Linked DNA regions of Mus musculus: region 1 is linked to region 2. The links are chromatin contacts, called in public promoter capture Hi-C maps. All regions are on one chromosome and are shown on one strand. The core of a region is the stretch at or near the end of the contact, and the rest is flanking DNA. Distances in the headings are between cores, read along the strand shown.

Evidence for each region. Capture Hi-C pulls out chosen DNA fragments and counts their contacts.
Region 1: a promoter capture Hi-C map of adipose tissue shows a contact between it and region 2. The contact joins two enhancer-like sites.

What each region holds. Positions count from the first base shown.
Region 1 is chr3:28,030,402-28,033,101 of GRCm38.p6, reverse strand. Pld1 (phospholipase D1) reads right to left here. Exons shown (of 27, transcript NM_001164056.1): 7 at 1,800-1,865. Among named protein-coding and RNA genes, the nearest start is that of Pld1, 93 kb to the right of the region's middle. Within about 2 kb of position 1,276, at least 39 of the 459 cell types and tissues checked have an H3K27ac peak or open chromatin away from gene starts, as enhancers often do. A contact at or near this core is called in adipose tissue, where this site is marked.
Region 2 is chr3:27,676,422-27,679,254 of GRCm38.p6, reverse strand. All of the region lies in intron 1 of Fndc3b (fibronectin type III domain containing 3B), which reads left to right. Among named protein-coding and RNA genes, the nearest start is that of Fndc3b, 33 kb to the left of the region's middle. Within about 2 kb of position 1,479, at least 50 of the 459 cell types and tissues checked have an H3K27ac peak or open chromatin away from gene starts, as enhancers often do. A contact at or near this core is called in adipose tissue, where this site is marked.

The sequences.
Region 1 (2,700 bases), core at 27-2,526, 350 kb before region 2:
TACAAATGCATGCATATACCATGCAAAAAAGAAAAAGACTTGAGTTAACTTCAAACAGGCTTGCTTTATAAAGTATAAGCATGTTACATCTGTAAAATAAATAAATAAATAGAAAATGCCCTTTGTAGTTGGGGCTTACTTAATATTTCTCAGTTATTACAGGAAATACATAGATAGTAACCTAATTTTTCAAAATGACATATGGCCTATGTATCTAGTCTTGAGACTGGGTGAAATTTACCATGAAGGAAAATATCAGTGAATCATGGCAGATTCAACTTTTGAAGGGCGTATCTGGCCACCCATCAGATACAAGCAGGAAGGGAACATTCATCAGGTTGTGAGATGGTTTTTCTCCTCCCAAAGCAATGCTTATAAGGTACCGTGGGGTTTATAAACATAATGTGGCTTCAAATTAAGATTTTTATGACTGAAAAAGTAATTAAACTAAACATCGCTTTAAAATATATCCAATTCCTTGTTCAATATCACAATCTAAAATGTAGTAAGGCAGACAGAACGAGAGAAGAGTGAACTCAACACGTGCTGCTCTTAAGTCCAGAGAAAGGGTGTAGGTCAAGCCATGGGCAGAAAAACAAGGGAGAGGGGGTGCTGCGTATGGGAGTTAGGTCAACTTTGCAAGACTCTGCATCAGGAGGATAACGTATCCGAGCTCAGAGAGCACAGCTAAGTGCTGCATTCCTCCTAAAATCAGCAAGGGGTTAGCCATTACGTGATTTCGCCACCACAAGATGGAATAAGACCCCTCTCACATCAGCCTCCTCTTGAGAGTCTCAGGTGAGACTCAAATGGCTAGGTTTCCTTTGTCTCCAGGCTTACAAAGCCTTGAAAGGCTTCTCAAGTCCATGGGCACCGAACTGTAGGCCACCACACCAGAGGCTGTGTGTGTGTGTGTGTGTGTGTGTGTGTGTGTGTGTACAGGGAGACCTGCAGACAGCAGTAGGGAAGCTCCCGCACAGGAAACAGCAGAGACAAGCACTCTCACTTCCTCTCCCTTCCTCAGTTCATGTCCACCACTCTCTAAGCTTGGAGGCCAAGTAGCACCTGTGTGAATTTCATACATGTTACGTGCAACACTTCTGTGTGGACAACCTCACAGCAACTGTCTGTGCTGCCAGAGAGAAATATTAAAATCCAGATAGTCGCCATTGTTCAGACCTCCGCAGAACTGAAAGCTAATCTTTGAAAAACACCCCACTCCCCATTCAAGGGCCTCTTCAAAAGCAAAGCTCTCTGTTTGCTGACACTGCAAAGCCTGCTTCCTCCTGCAGGCTGGCTGCAGCCCTCCCAGGCTCAGTCTTTGTGGCTCCAAAGCCTACCAACCTTCTCTCTGTTCTTTTTGCAAGAGGTCTTTCTCTCCCTGGTTTCCCACGCTTCTCACTATCAGAAGAATACATGAGCCAATCAGGTGGCAATCAAATTACGCTGTCTAATCTGGGGTACGCAACCCTGCTTGACAGTCTGCATTGAAATGCTTTTTGGTTTCATTCTAAAAACCTGTAGAGAGAAAAGGGCTGATTGCTAGATTTCTAGCCCATAGTAGCATTTCAACTTCATTTGAATCTGTTGCTACAGACATTATCAAGATCTACTCAGTATTATAAAAATATCAACGTCATCGTTATAAACTGGATCGAGACTCTCCAAGCAATTTTGTATTCATTAATTCAGTGTAACTCAGGAACTCAAAGCACTTATGTTCATGGAATACCCAAAAGTGAGCTACCCTTTAGGGTCTTCTAGGTCTCTGCAAGACCACTCCACCAAAGGGTACTTACCGTGGCATGATAGTTTCTGTACATGGGCATTTTTAGTATTTTTGTCAAGTAATCTTCCAGTTGCTTCTACAATAAAAAATAGTTTGGATACGGTTGAACATAATCATGTCTGTAGAAATTTTCAGCAGTGACAATGATGACATCAGGTCTCACTTTAACATATGTTAGTCATTTTATTATGCTCTATCGTTAAGTAGTATGCACACTACCCACTGTTCTCTTGGAGTGTTAGCTAAACCTCTTCTTGCTCTTAATATTTAACTTTTACTATGCTTAGGTCTTTGTAGTTGTTTTTGTCATTGTGACACAATACCTGATGAGAACGAGTCTATTCTGACCTACAGTTTGAAGAGATGCAGTCCACCATGGCGCAAGCATGGGAGCTGCCTGATCACGCTGCACTCACAGTCTGAGGCAGCATGGTGAATGCTGGCATTCAGCTCACTCATTTTATTCAGTCCAGAACCCTACAAATGGGGGCTAGTCATGGTTAAGGTGGTTCTTCCCCCCTCAATAGACCTAATCTAGCAAACTCCTCTCAGGCACGGCCCTAGGCTTGTTCCCTAGGCCAAGGTGGCAGGTTAATCTTAGTGCTGACAAGACCAGAGCTGAGTTTTTAATCCTCCATACTTATCAGAACACGATTACTCCTAATAAGTAAGTTTTGTTTCTTTGTTTAAAACAATGTTCCATATAGACAAGGCCGACTTCAACTTTGTTATGTAGCCAAGGATAGCCTTATACTTCTAATCTTCCAGAGCTGGGATTACAGGCATGTCAAAACACCTGGCTTATGTGAGACTCGGAATTGAACACAGGACTTGGGTGTTCTAGGCAAGCCCTCTACCAACTGAGCCACGCACAGCCTTAGCAACTCCGGAATTGGTTACTTTAAATCTTT
Region 2 (2,833 bases), core at 230-2,729:
AGCCACCATGTGGTTGCTGGGATTTGAACTCTGGACCTTCGGAAGAGCAGTCGGGTGCTCTTACCCACTGAGCCATCTCACCAGCCCTTTTTTTTAATTTCTTAAAGAGCTTGTTTCTCCAAGCATTGGGAATAGGCAAACAGAATTACTTTTCTGTTATGTATTTTTTCCCCTCTTAGACTCTTGTCTCTTCTGATTTATGCTACCCGTTAGAACTGTTCTCTTCTTGAAAGCTAGACCTTCTGCTGGGCATGGTGGCACATGCCTTTAATCCCAGCACTCGGGAGGCAGGCGGATTTCTGAGTTCAAGGCCAGCCTGGTCTACAAAGTGAGTTCCAGGACAGCCAGGGCTATACAGAGAAACTCTGTCTCCAAAAACCAAAAAAAAAAAAAAAAAAAAAAAAAAGGAAGCTAGACCTTTTGATAGGAACTTTGTTAGAGATGTTAGATGTTAGAGCTGTTTCCCATGGATGGCTTTGGTAATGACCTTGGGAGCATCAGGTTGAAGCGGCCTGCAAATGGACTGAACCCTGGTCGACTCGTCGTTGCAGTCACTTGAGAGAGGGAGCTTCTGTCCTAGGCGAGGTGCTTTTCCACACACCCTGGCTGGTGGCCTCTGTGACCGCCTCCGAGAGGACCTTCTTGCTGTGTAAGTAGAAGTGTTCCACCAGGAAGGTGTTCAAAACTACCTCCGTCTTTGTAAGTTCACACGCGTGTGATCACGTGAGATCAACCTGTCCCATATATACAACAGACCAGGATTCGTAATGACATTTGATCTTTGATTTCTTTACTAAATTCAACTACATTTTTAAAAATATGGTGTATATATTACATGCTGTGTGGATTCATATGTGTACATGTGTTCTACTTTATTTATGAAGGCAGGGTCTCAGGCTCAACTCGTGCTTGGTGATGTGGCTACTGTGTCTAGCCTGCTTGCCCCAGCATCCCTCTGCCTGTTTCTCTGCTTACTAAATGCTGGAATTAAGGGCAGGCTGCCACACCCATCCAGTTCTGACATGGGTTCTGTGGATCTGAACTCTGATTCTTATGCTTTATCCACTGAGCCAACTTCCCCAGCCTCCACCTTTTTTTAAAAAGGAAAAAAAAATAGCGTAAGGATAAATCCATCCCAAAGTCATCAGAGGGATCCAGTTCAGAGCAAATTGTTACTTCATGTTTTTGTATGTCATAACTAGTTCCACCGTCAGCCATGTCCGTTGCTTGCACTATGGAATCTTCTGGCTGCAGAGGGTGATTTCATGGTGGTTGCGGATATCCTAGCTTGCTATTTTGTATCACTGGTCATGCTTTTAAGGCTAAAAAACAAGGTAATTTAAATCTGTTTTGAGACACATGGAAAGGAAACGATTTCATAACTATCAGTCACGTGAAACTTGGCAGGCCCTAAGCTCATTAGTGGTCACAGTCGCAGGATTGATTGCCAGTTGGGGACCCATGGTTAGCTTATTGCAGAACTGCATCTGGCACAATTGCTGTTGTCACCCACCCGGCTCTGCCAACTTCCTTCCAGTAACAACAGCTTTTTGCTTTCCTTGTGAGAATTAACTACAGTTTAAACATGATGCAATCAACACCCCCACACCCCCAGTACCATGCGGGGTTGAACCCAGAGCCTTGTGTGGCCCAGGCAAGCGCCCTTGTATTAGTATTAGTGAGTTAGTATTCGCTCCTGACCTTAAGGCGCTCCCCCCTCCCCGCATCCCCATATTTGGGGAATTTGTGGGTTTCTTCTTACCAAGTAGATTAGGAGAAAGACAGAAAGATTGCCCTAAATCATGGCAATTATTTTGTGCTTTCTTTCTAAGAGAAATTACAGGACTAGGTGGGCCTCTGAAATGTGTACAGTAACTTGAGAGTATCAAATAATATGAATGCTAAATGGTGGTTGTTGGGTTCATGGAAGTTGGTGGGTTGTTTCCTCTGGAGGTTGCTAGGAGGAGGCATTTTCCCTTGTGAGTGGAATGGGGCTGTAGAAGAACAGGGTGTCGTGCAGGCTAGTCTTATGGAAAACCTCTTTTCTACTTCCTACAGATACTCAGAGCATAGGGTTCACTTCTCTTTATGAGGAAAACAACAAGGGCATTTTGGCTTCTGAGACTCTCTAAGTTTCCGTAGCTTACCTAAAGATAAAGTATCATTGTTCTCGTTAGATTAATTAACCCTTATTTTATTAGAGCTTTTTTTTCTTTAAAGAATAATTTGCCATTATTTTATTAAAAGTGAGTAACAAAACCAACATACAGGAAATTATTTTACAATTTCAATAAAAGTGTCCCTTGTGTAGTTTGAGTATATAAATTAGATTTCAGGTTTATAAAAGATGTACATAATTGCTCATGAATATAAAAGAAAAAAGTTGGGCTATCTATATTCCTGCTTCCCTGGGCTGCTCAGCTGCTGTGTTCCTAGGGAATGCCTGCTGGTGGTGGAGGCTGGGGTACTGCAATGAGCTGAGGGAAGGAAGGTTGGAGAAGATCTTTGTGGTCCACTGGGGATGGAGTCAGAGAGGAAAGGAGGCCATAGTGGATGCTCTGCTATGGGGCTGGGGGTGGAAGAGGGGTGATGAGGGGAGGTGGATCCGGACTGGGAGCAGAAGGAGAGCAAAGATCTGCAGTCAGCTCACCTGCTGTCCTGGGACTGGCCTTTGGGTTAGCAGGGGGTCCTGCTGGGATAAAGCTACAAGCATGGGAGGGAGGTTAGGATTGGACCATTTATGGGATCCACAAGAGATGGGGGCAGGCCATCAGAGTTGGGGGGGGCAGGCAGGCAGGGTGGGGGTGCAGGAAAGCAGGGTGGGGGTCAGACA